Linked DNA regions of Macaca mulatta: region 1 is linked to region 2. A link is a contact called in public Hi-C data. All regions are on one chromosome and are shown on one strand. Each heading gives the region's core, a stretch centred on a gene start, on an enhancer-like site or on the middle of the called end of the contact. The rest is flanking DNA. Distances are from core to core; before and after follow the strand shown.

Region 1 (5,991 bases), core at 1,912-4,411, 47 kb before region 2:
AAGGCCTGATACCATTTTTTTCTACCTCTCCCACTTTGCAAATTAACTGACCCTCAATTTCCTTCAGTGGTCCTTAGTCCCAGCAGAGAGGAACTGGTCCTAATTGCATAAATTCTCTCCGTCATTGCTGAAATTGAAGAGCCATCTGATTTGTTTTCACCTGAGAGGTCTCAGGCAAGCACCATCTCCAAGGACAGGGGAAAGTGTAGAGCAGGGGTTCTCCAGGTGTGGTTTCCAGACCAGCAGCATCAGCATCATTTGAGAATTTGTTAGAAATACAGCCTCAGCCCTGCCTCAGACCTATGGAATACGAATCTGCACTTTAAAAGGATCCCCAGTTGATTCATAAGCACATTCAAAGTAAAACAAGGTCAACCAGGTATGGTGGCTCACGCCTGTAATGCCAGCACTTTGGGGAGCCTGAGGCAGGAGGAATGCTTGAGCCCAGGAGCTCAAGACCTACCTGGGCAACACAGCAAAACCTGGTCTCAAGAAAAAGAGAAAAAAAAAGGAAGGAAGGAAGGAAGGAAGGAAGGAAGGAAGGAAGGAAGGAAGGAAGGAAGGAAGGAAGGAAGGAAGGAGGAAGGAAGACAAAGTAATGTCTTTAGTAAAAAGAACTGTGAAGTAAATAAAAAAGGTACAGCCATGCGCAGTGGCTCACACCTGTAAACCCAGCACTTTGGGAGGCTGAGGGGGGTAGATCACCTGAGGTCAGGAGTTCGAGACCAGCCTGGCCAACATGGTGAAACCTCGTCTCCACTAAAAATACAAAAATTAGCCGTGTGTGGTGGCTCACGCCTCCCAGCTACTCGGAAGGCTCAGACAGGAGAATTGCTGGAACCTGGGAGGCAGAGGTTGCAGTAAGCCAAGATCATGTGACTGCACTCTAGCCTGGGCAACAGAGTGAGACACCGTTTAAAAAAAATAAAATAAAATTCAAGAGGGTGATATTGCAGTGATTGTGAGGAGGCACTTTACACAGAACAGTTGCTCTAAAATTTTGTGGTCTCAGGACCATTTACATTCTTAAAAAAAAAAACTATTTTTAGGCCAGGCACGGTGGCTCACACCTGTAATCCCAGCACTTTGAGGGGGCCAAGGCAAGCAGATCACTTGAGGTCAGGAATTTGAGACCAGCCTGGCCAACATGGTGAAACCCCATCTCTACTAAAAATACAAAGATTAGCTGATGTGGTGCTGCGTGCCTGTAGTCCCAGCTACTTGGGAGGCTGAGGCAGAAGAATTGCTTGAACCCGGGAGGTGAAGGTTGCAGTGAGCCAAGATCATGCCACTGCACTCCAGCCTGGGTGACAGAGCAAGACTCTGTCTCAGAAAACAAACAAACAAAAATTTTAATTATTTGTAATTCAATTATTTAAAAATTATTTTGTAATTATTATTACTATTATTATTTTTTTGAGATGGAGTCTCGCTCTGTTGCCCAGGTTGGAGTGCAGTGGCACGATCTCGGCTCACAACAAGCTCCGCTTCCCGGGTTCACGCCATTCTCCTGCCTCAGCCTCCCGAGTAGCTAGGACTACAGGCGCCCACCACCATGCCTGGCTAATTTTTTTTTTTTTTTTTTTTTTTTAGTAGAGACGGGGTTTCACCATGTTAGCCAGGATGGTCTTGATCTCCTGACCTCGTGATCTGCCCGCCTCGGTCTCCTAAAGTGCTGGGATTACAGGTGTGAGTCACTGCGTCTGGCCTGTAATTATTTTTAATAATTACTTAAAAATTATTCATAATTCCATTTTTAAATTATTTGTAGTTCATTTAAAAATAATAAACCCTTATATATTTACATATGTTTTATGAAAATAGCTGTATTTTCTAAAATGAACAACAACAAAAAATGAGTGAGAAGAATGGCATAGTTTCAATTTTTGCAAATCTCTTTAGTGTCTTCCTTAATAGAAGACAGCTGGCTTCTCATATCTGCTTCTGCAGTCTGTCTATTGCAGCGTGGCGTGTCATGAGGTCTTTGGAAAACTCCACCGTGCACACAGAAGAGAAAGAGTGAAAAAAGGCAAATATCCTCTTAGTATTGTTATGAAACTAGTTTTGACTTCACATACTCCCTGGTAAAGGCTTGGGCCCAGGAACCACACTTGGAACTGCTGCTGGGATGCAGTGATGGAGAAAGGGCTCACAGGAGCACAAGGCCTCAGAGAGAAGGAGTTAACTATGTGAAGCCTCCTGGCTTTAAAAAGCATGGAGATTGTTGCTGGGCGCGGTGTTTCCCACGTGTAATCCCAGCACTTTGGGAGGCCGAGATGGGTGGATCACTTGAGGTCAGGAGTTCGAGGCCAGTCTGGCCAACATGGTGAAACACTGTCTCTACTAAAAATACAAAAATTAACTGGGCATGGTGGCCCAGGCCTGAAGTCCCAGCTCCTTGGGAGGCTGAGGCAGGAGAATCGCTTGAACCCAGGAGGCAGAGGTTGCAGTGAGCTGAGATTGGGCCACTGCACTCCAGACTGGGCGACAAGAGTGAAACTCCATCTCAAAAACAAAACAAAAGCATGGAAATTGTACGGTGTGCTTCACTGCGAATTCTGGTCCTGACTTGGTCTTAGAATAGCTGCGGGACTATGGACAGGTACCCTGCCCTCTCTGAACCTCAGTTTCCCGGTCTGCTTTATGAAAAGGGTGGCCTCTAACATTCCAGGCCGCGCCCCTCCCCCAGCCTTCCCCAAGCCTCTGGGAGGTTCCAGGAGGAATTTCAGAGCAACTCTTCCGTTTGCCAGCAGAAGGCGATGGAGACCAGCCTCGGCTGGACTACTTCCTCCCCAGAGGCCCTTCACCGCCTCCCCATCCAGACCCAAGGTTCCCTAGTGGTCCGGACGGTTTCCTTGGCATCGCTGGCACCAGGTATCTCAGGCCACCCAGGTTGTCCCAGGGAGGGGCTGGAGGCACCGAGAGCCCTTCATATTGACCCAGACACGTGGCCAGGTTGAGATGCTGGGATTCTCCCAAACCCAGTCTGGGAGGAGCTGGGGAGAAAGAAGAACGGATTTGGGCAAAGACACTTCAGCCCCTCCCCACACACACCCCGCTGGGCCTTTCGGTGGGAAACCACCCAGGAGCTGTTGACTTCTCACAGGGAAAGCCGGGCGGGGGTGGCCGGAAGGGAGCAAGACGGAGAGAGAGCTGCGCCAGCTCCCCGGGGACCGCCTGCCTGCAGGCGCGAGGCGGCGCTTGCATCAGCGCCTGCCAGGGCAGGGGCAGGGACCGCGGCCACCGGCGACGTCAGTCGCTTTCCCAGAAGAATTCCACTTCCTGCGGCCGGGGCCCCGGCTGTGAGGGGGCGGGAGGGTGGTGGGTTGGTGTCGCAGGATGACACCACTGGTTTACTGCATCCTCTCGATCACACACTGTTGCCTAGGAGACCAACAGCATCCTGGCCGCCTCAGTGAGGCTAACCCGCCCCCGGGAAGTGACCCGGGGCACGGCCCACTCAGGAAACCACTGGCTCTAGGGTGCAGGCCCCAGGAGACTAGGCCACCCACTACGGGTCCTGGATTCTGCCCTGGAGGCATCCGGTGGCCCACCTTCCATATTGTACCTGATTGTCAAGTTTTCAAAGCACAGTTGCTGGAGGATGTTAGAAACAAGCCAGAGAAAACTAAAGCCCAGAGAAGGGCCCTAAGATAGCCTGTAACTGGGAGAGCTGACTTTTCAAGCCTCTGTGATTTGGTTTGGTTTGGTTTGGGTTGGATTGGGTTTTTTTCTTACCTTTCTTGCCATAGATCAGTGTCTCACAAACCTCTTAAGAGTCAATGGCCCGTCTGCTATCAGTGAAGCAATGTTTGTTTTATTTTGTTTGTTTGTTTGTTGTTGTTTGAGACACAGTCTTGATTTGTCACTCAGGCTGCAGTGCAGTGTCTTGATCTTGGCTCACTTCAACCTCTGCCTCCTGGTTCAATCCATTCTCTTGCCTCAGCTTCTCCAGTAGCTGGTATTACAGGTGCATACCACCACACTCGCTATTTTTTTTTTTTTTTTTTTTTTTTAGAGAGACAAGGTTTCACCATGTTGGCCAGGCTGGTCTTGAACTCCTGACCTCAAGTGATCCACCCACCTTGGCCTCGCAAAGTGCTGGGATTACAGGTGTGACCCACCACACCTGGCTGCAATGTTTGTTTTAATTAATTTTGGCAAGTATTTCCTGAGCACCCCGAGTGTGCCAGGTGAAGAGACAGAGAAGGATAATAACAGTGCTAGCCAGCATATATTAAGTCTTGCAAAGCTGCACAGGCATGAACTTGTGGCTTAAACACAACCTTATGAGGTAGGTGTTATCCCCATTTTACAGAGTAGAATACCCAGTTAATGTGAGATCAGCTGGGAAGTAAAATCAAATCTGAGTCCTAAACTAGAAGTCTTTACCATTACCAGGCAGCCTTGCAGAACGTCAATTAACATGGCAGACAGGGCCCTTCTTCTTTGGAATTGATGCATTTTTACTGCATTTTAAGACCGTGCATTTAATCTTCAATTATGTGTTAATAATGTGAGATGAGGATAAAAGTAATTCCAAATAAGAAACACGTGATAACATCAATGCAACTAGCGTTGAGGCCTACATTGAGGTATGCCAAACACTGTGCCAAACCCACTACCATTATTACCTCATTTAATACAACTCTATGAGGTCAGTTCTATCACTTTGGTCCCTCCTTCGCAGATGAAGAGACTGAGGCACAGAGGTGAAGTAACTCATCCATGTCCCAAAGCTAGTAAATTAATGCTTAGTAATTAACAGAATAGTGTCCTGGTCCATGTAAACACTTAATACACTTGTACTCTGCTTTGGAAAGAATGGAGAGACTGCAGTGTATACAAACATCCCGGGAAAACCTCATTCATTTGGACCATTTCCATCTAGATTTTACTATAATTTGAAAGGAGCCTAGGGTCGTGTGTGTGTGTGTGTGTGTGTATGTGTGTATGTGTGTGTGTTTTCCTGCTTGTGGGGAAAAGCTAAGCAAATAGTACAAACAAAGTAAAAACATTTTTGTGGGGCATTTTAGAATTTAGAAGAGCTAGGGTGTGTTCAGGGTGGTATGGCGGTAGACACATTTTAGAATGTATAAAGCACTTTGCTACCCAGGAGTTAACTTTATCTTCACAATCCCCCTGAGAAGTCATTAGAACTGGCCATCTTAGTCCCAGTCTGCAGGTGAACTCTGAGAAGCTTTCTAAAGAAGAATTTCTAACTACTAAAGAGAAAAAATGATCTTTAGGGACTCAAAAGTAAACTACCCACAATAGCTAAGATGTGAAAACAACAAATGAATGGATAAACGAAATGTAGTATGTACGTACAATGAAATATTCAGCCTTAAAAAGGAATGAAATTCTGGTGAGTGCTACAATATGGATGAACATTGAAGGCATGATACTAAGTAAAATAAGTCAGACACAAAAGGACAGTATTGTATGATTCCACTTATATGGGATACCTAGAATAGACAAATTTATAGATACAGAAGTAGAGTAGAGGTGCCGGGGCTGGAGGGAGAGAGAAATGGGGAGTTCTCATTTGATTAGAATTCAATGAACAATTTAATTGATGATGAATTGAAGGGATGATGAACAAGCTCTAGGAATGGGTAGTGATGGTTGCACAACATTGTGAATATACTTAATGCCTCTGAATTGTGCACTTAAAAGTGGTTAAAAGGTGGCTCATCCCTGTAATCCCAGGATTTTGGGAGGCTGAGATGGGTGGATCACTTGAGCCCGGGAGTTCGAGACCAGCCTGAGCAGCATAGTGAAATCCCATCTCTCCAAAAAATTTAAAAAAAAAAATAGCTGGGTGTGGTGGCAGATGCCTGTAGTCTCAGCTTCGTGGGAGGCTGAGGTGGGAGAATTGATTGAGCCCTAGAGGGTGAGGCTGCAATAAACAGTGATCATACCACTGCACTCTAGCTTAGGTAACAGAGAGGAAATTCTGTCTCCAAAAAAAAAAAAAAAAAAGTTAAA
Region 2 (5,879 bases), core at 2,690-5,189:
ATACCAGCACTTCTCCAGCATGGGCAGGTAGGCAGTCGCTGAAGGTGGGATCAGGTAGAAGGGCAGGCAGAAAGGAGGCTGGTGTGGGTGTGGGCCCAGGAACGGGGAACTGATCAGGTCACTGCTAGTGAAATGGCCTTCATCATCCGAAAGCTGCATCCGGTTCTTTTTTGTGGGGGGTTCTTCGGATTCTTGCTTAATTGCGCCGATCCTTTCTCCCATGGTGAACCTGCGTCCGTGGTCGCTTTTGAAGCACGGCTGGTCACTGCGCAAGTCGCCCTTCTCCGATTCTCCTCCGTAGCCACTGTCTGTGTCCGTGTCGCTGCCGCTCTGCTCCCCACTCGAGTGAGCGAAAGTCCGCTGGATGACTGGCACGCAGTTTTTCCCAGGACCTTCCGAGCCTTTGGCCGGAGAGCTGGGTTTTTCCTTGAAGTCCATCACTTTGGGAGCTGGGTCTGATGGCTTCCTGGAGGTACCACCCTGCAGCAGCTCTGAGACCACCCGGTGGAGGTGGGTGACAAGCTGCGAAGACTTCAGGTCCCGAGTGTTCTCGTGCTTTGCCAGGTACTGAAGCACCTCCCGGGCACAAGTCTGGAAACCTGAGCAGAACATCTCTTGACCTGTTTCAACATTTCTCCCTGACAGCTCACCTAGGGAAACAAAAATCCAAAGGAAAATGTTTCAGAAGGCCCTGTGGTGCACCTGGATACCTATACGCCAAAAAACCAGGTGCTTTCGTTTTTGTTAAAAAAAGAAATCGCATTTACTGATTTGTGTTCCTAACTCCAAAAGTAGTATGCTCAGAGAAGAATTACACTGAAAAGTATAAATAATTAAATTAAAATAATCCATATACTAACACTCAGATAAAATACGATTTTTAATGTTTGCATAATATCCTATCATGGAAATGGACCATAATTAATAGAGATGAGCTGCTTCCCCTCTTTTGGAATGTCTAGGTGGTTTGTGAGTTTTCCATGTAAGTGAAGCAGCAAAGAACATTCTGATGTATTCATAAACCTGAGTCAATGCATACAACATTGCACCGTGGCAAAATGGGCAGACGCCAGATAGTTATAAAATGAGGAAAAGATTGAAGCAACAATAATCACCTAAAGTAAACTTATTTTCAATGACTTGTAAAAGTTGCAGTCATGCTGTGATCTTTAATTAGGCTCTCTATTTCTATATCTTTTCCACATATTCTATCCATGATCCTCAAGACATTAGGTATGACCATCTTCCTATTTTTAATGAGGAAACTGGCAGAAGCATTTGCTGGGTTTTTGCAATTTTCATCATACGAGCCTTGGAGAGGAAGGCAGAGAATGAAATGAGGGAGTGGGTAGAATAATTCTCCCCAGTCAGTACAGTATTATTTGGAAGAAGTGAGACTAGAAGGTTAGGTGACTCCGATTATCTGGAAGTCTGTTGAAACGAATGATGAAACTTCAGTGGTTTCGCTAGATTGTGCAATTTACCATGATACCTAGTGGCTATTCAGGGAACCACATGAAATGCAGGAAAAACTCCTGCTGTATCCTGCCAGGATCACACCACACACCAAGTGACAAGGAAGCAAAGAAACAGGAAAACACTGGGGCATACCCACGATTTCTTCTCCAATGAAAGAGGGCTAAGAAGACCAACTGTAAAACACCCACAAGGCAAATTATAGGTGCCTTGGCATTTTAAAAGGGAGTAGGGAAATCTCCCAGAACCCAGAGACTCTCAAGCTAAAATGCCACAGGAATATCTTATCATTTCACTAATACGTATTCATGCCAGGTGGCACACTGCATTTCAAATGAAAAGTCTGACCTTTTAGGAAAGATAAAACTGCATCTCCCCCAATGAAGGTGCATAAGCAGTTTGTTGCAGTAATGTTTATTCCATCAGATGTTGAGCCCACAGGCTCTCTATTTGTGCTCAAACTCTTAAAAAGAGGAGAGCCAGAATCAGCACTCACCAGCTTGTAAACCGCTCTGCAGGGCAATGATTTTCTGCTGCTGCTGATCAATTAGGTTTGTTAGTGCTTTCACATGCTTCAAGGTAAGTTCAAGAACCACTGCTTTTTCCAAGTGACCCAAAGTCTAGAAGGAAAAGAGGCTTAGTCAGCGGTGAGGTCAAAGAAGTCCCACCTTTGGGATATTTCTTAGCAAAGAGAAATGTCTCTAAAAGAAAAAAAAAAAGTGGATAGTCTTTCTTCGTTGGCTGTTCTAACACACATATATATAAAATATATATGATTAAATAATTTTAAAAAGGGTGCCATCTCTCTTTGGAGGCATTTTGGAAGCTGCAACTACCTCAGGAAAATGCTTTGACAGATAAATTTCTCCAGCAGCCTCTGCTGACCTTAACTCAGGGGAATCCAGAGATAACATTTTTCTGCAGGGGTGTCAACTCAGAGAGGGACCTCTATTATGTCTGGCAGCCAATAGGCTTTCCCTACTTCTTTCCTTACACCCTTTCAGAACTTCCAGCTCATTCAGGCTTTTTTGTTCCTCCCAAAATACTTTTTTTTTTTTTTTCCATTTCCCCAACCAAAGGCTGCCAAGTAGCTGAGGGCTACTGTCAAGAAAGGACAGGCCGTAAAAATCACACACCAAAGCAAGTCCACTTATTTAACAACAAAAAAAAAGGTGGGGGGAGTGGTGGAGGGAAAGGGGTAAATGTGTGTGTTGCTTGGCGTGTTCCTTTAAGTTAGAAAAACTAGGGAATCCTGAAAATCACCAGAAGTTAAACTCTTGAAAAGGAAGGCCAGTTGGTGTTGTAGCCAACTTGGAGAGGTCCAAGCGGTTCTCGCCTCATTTGCATGAGTCAGCCAGAAAACGCAAGGACTGTGGAGGAGGACCCCACCACAGAGCCACCCGCCAGCTCTGATCCGCCCGTCTGGTCTGCAGTTCCCCGCGGAACCTGCAGGCGGCGAGTGACCCCCGCCCGCCCTCTGGGCAAAGGACTGGGTTGGAAAGGGGCCAGCTTCTCACTTACTGTAAGTTTGAGATGTTCTGGTAGGAGATCCTTCAGCTGGGCGATGCACTCGTTAATCCGGTCACGTCTCTTTTTCTCGATGAGCCGGTGCGGCAATTTGTAGGTCTCCTGCAAGACGCACGGGGAGGCGGTGGGCGCTTGGGAAAGGAGATGAGAAGCCTATCCTCCCAGCCCCGCAGCACGAGTCCGGCAGAGGAGCAGAATAGCACCAGAACCATCATCTGCCCCTTCTTTTCCAAGTCACTCAGAAGAGGCACCGAGCCCACACCCTGCATCCCCTCGCCAACCTCTAAGCGAGAAAACTTTTCTTGGAAACTCAGCGCGCGCGAGGGGCTGAGCGCAGGGTCCCCAGGGGTGCACTTGCTTACCTTGCTGTCCTCGCTCCGCTTTATTCCCCGTCTTGACTTGTACACTTGGTACATGTGGGCAAAATCCATCCTGCAGGAAGAGAGACCAGGAAGGGTCGTGACTGCTTGCGCACGGCTGCAGGCGTTCTGCCGGGCAAGAACCCCCCGGTGCGCCCGGAGCTGCTCCAAGTTGAGAGTGGCGCATAACATGGGGCTGGAGTTGAGGCTTGAAGGGCCAAGGAGTGCCAACTTACCCTGGTAGGTCTCCGTGCTCCAGTCCCGGTGCTTTGGGCAGGCAGGCGGGGGGTGGTTGCGCGCTGGGGATCCGCTCCATGGTGCGGCGAGCCGGGGCCACTGCGCGCTCCTGTCTGCTCTAGCGGAGCGTCTGGATGAGGACTGTCCTGGAGCGGGCTTCGGGGGTCTCTCCGCAGATGTTCCTCTGAGTCTGAGCTCTTTGAAATCCCCTGGGCTGCTGGAATCTTCGGCTTTGAGATGCAGCTTCAGTTGGGGGCGTGCATGGCCCGGTGTCCCCGCGGCCTCTGGCTCCAACTCAGCGCACAGACTGGCGGTGTGTGCTCCCTGCGCGGTCTGCGCCGTGCGAGCCAAGTGAATGAGAAGTGGGGCGGGCGGGGAGGCGGGAGGGAGCGGGTGGGGGGGGGGCGGTTAGGGCGGAGTGGGGGGGGTGGGGGCACAAGCCGAGGAGTAATGGAGAGGCTGCGGGCTGGGTTAAATGGGAGCGAGTGGGTGGGTTGGAGCTACGTGTTCTACCCTGTGACTCCAGGCACGTCTGGCCACTGCCGGGGAGGGAAGGAGCGACCTGCCCGCCCTCCCCCGGCTTCATCACATGAGTCTCACGTGTTGGACAACGCTCCGGCGGCTGCTAGGGAGCCCCCACCCCCAGCCCCGGCCCCCAGGTGTCTGCGGCTGCGGCCGCCTTTCCCCGAAGAGGGGGTGGCAGCGCAACCTGGGTCCTGCCCAGTTGGGTGGGGGGCGCGGAAGCTGGAAGGGACGGGGCTGCTGGGGGAGGGGGAGAGTTGGTAACGTGGGCGAACCTGCCCCAGGGAAATGAAGTAAGTTCCCGTCTCCTGGGAGGGAACGGGGGAGGACGGATCCGCCCGCGTCTGACTCAAGCCGGGAGAGGAATATCCCCTTGCTAGCTCCAGCCCAGCCCTCTTCCTCCTCCCCCGCCCGGCCCGCTTGGAGGAACCGGCGCTCAGCGGAGGGAGTCGCCCGGCCCCCCAGCCTTCCCCAGAGGCTGGGGTTTCTTTCCGTCCTGGCTTCCCTGCCCCCACTGCTCACCCTCGCGTCCAGGAATTGCCCGCCTTGGGGAGGGACCGAGGGGCGGGGCGGATGTCACCCCATGGGAAGCGGGCAGACAGCCAAGCGCAGGGGCAGCTGAGGCTGCCGCCGAGCACGCCGCGCGCACCTGACCGAGGAGGGTGTGAGCCGAGGGCCCCTCGCTCCCCAGGAGCTCCGCTCCCGGGCACAGCCTGCGGGCGGGCGGGCACCTGGTTGCGCAGCCCCCTGGGTGCCCCAGTGTCACCCCCTTCCTCCCGGCCAGTCAAGCACAGAAAGATACCGGGCACGGTGCCCGGTGTTCCCTCCCTCCTCTGCCCCCTCCAGAGCAGAGGCGCCCGGGTCGCCTCCCCTCCGGCTGCAGCGTTACACAACCGCGGCGGCGGCGCCTGCCCTGCAGCAGCGCAGGGCGTGACGCTTCACGTGGCCGGGGCTCAGGTCGCAGCGCCGCGGACCGCGAGCCCCTCTGCGTTGACCCAGGGACTGAGACCCCGGGGACGTGGTGTGCCAACCCGGATCGGCCCTCTCCCTGCCTGTTGGGAACTTCGGCGGCGCTGTTTGCGGTCTGCACCCAGGGCAGGAGGGATGAGAGAGACAAGAAATAAAACCGCCTGTTACACAGTAAAATCTTAGCAATCATGCAGTCGACACATATTTGTTGAGCCCCCTACTCTGTGCTAGGCGCTGTGTTTGTTGATGAATCCGACACGGATCCTGCCCTTGAACTTACAGAACCTCTAGGAAGAGGATAAATTGAGCAATAAAGGAAAGGCAGCCCTGGGAAAATTGTATCGAGGCCACTGGCTGACAGAGGGAAAAAAAAAAGAGAACTTGTGTTGCTTTGTGTTTTTAATTTAATTCTAACCAAGATGCCTAGGTAGAGAAGCGGGGGAGAAGCTAACCCAAAGTCCCGAGCCAGGGGCGGAAAGACCTCCTCCAACGGCCCCAGATCTCTGCAATCTCACTTAGGCTGCCGGAGGGCCCCACCCACCTCCCCCGGAAAAGTCCGGGCTCTGTGACCTTCTCACTCAGCCTGGAGCAGGGAAAACAGCTGAAACTCCAATCCCGTGTTGTGAGCAGCGCTGATACAGTCAGAGGAGGGAGCCAGTGGAAACTCATGACTAAAATAAGGCCTGGCTGGGGATTTCACTGACCTCTGCGCTCCCCTGCCCTGCAAGTTCGGGGAGTTGAGAGATGACTGTAAGCCTTTCCCACTGCGCTTTGGGTCAGTCACCGCGC

The links. Hi-C and Micro-C count contacts between places; a contact is called where the count stands out from the background.
Region 1: a Hi-C map of CD4 T cells shows a contact between it and region 2, with 2.8 times the contacts expected there. The contact joins the enhancer-like site here to the promoter of BHLHE40 in region 2. A contact is called at or near these places in 5 of 14 Hi-C or Micro-C datasets (CD4 T cells, blood, cortical neurons and 2 more).

What each region holds. Positions count from the first base shown.
Region 1 is chr2:143,763,846-143,769,836 of T2T-MMU8v2.0, reverse strand. No RefSeq gene overlaps it. Among named protein-coding and RNA genes, the nearest start is that of BHLHE40, 47 kb to the right of the region's middle. Within about 2 kb of position 3,161, at least 28 of the 40 cell types and tissues checked have an H3K27ac peak or open chromatin away from gene starts, as enhancers often do. A contact at or near this core is called in CD4 T cells and blood, where this site is marked.
Region 2 is chr2:143,717,742-143,723,620 of T2T-MMU8v2.0, reverse strand. BHLHE40 (basic helix-loop-helix family member e40) reads right to left here and starts at 3,939. Exons shown (of 5, transcript NM_001257518.1): 1 at 3,599-3,939; 2 at 3,366-3,435; 3 at 2,998-3,105; 4 at 1,973-2,096; 5 at 1-650. The coding sequence starts at 3,678.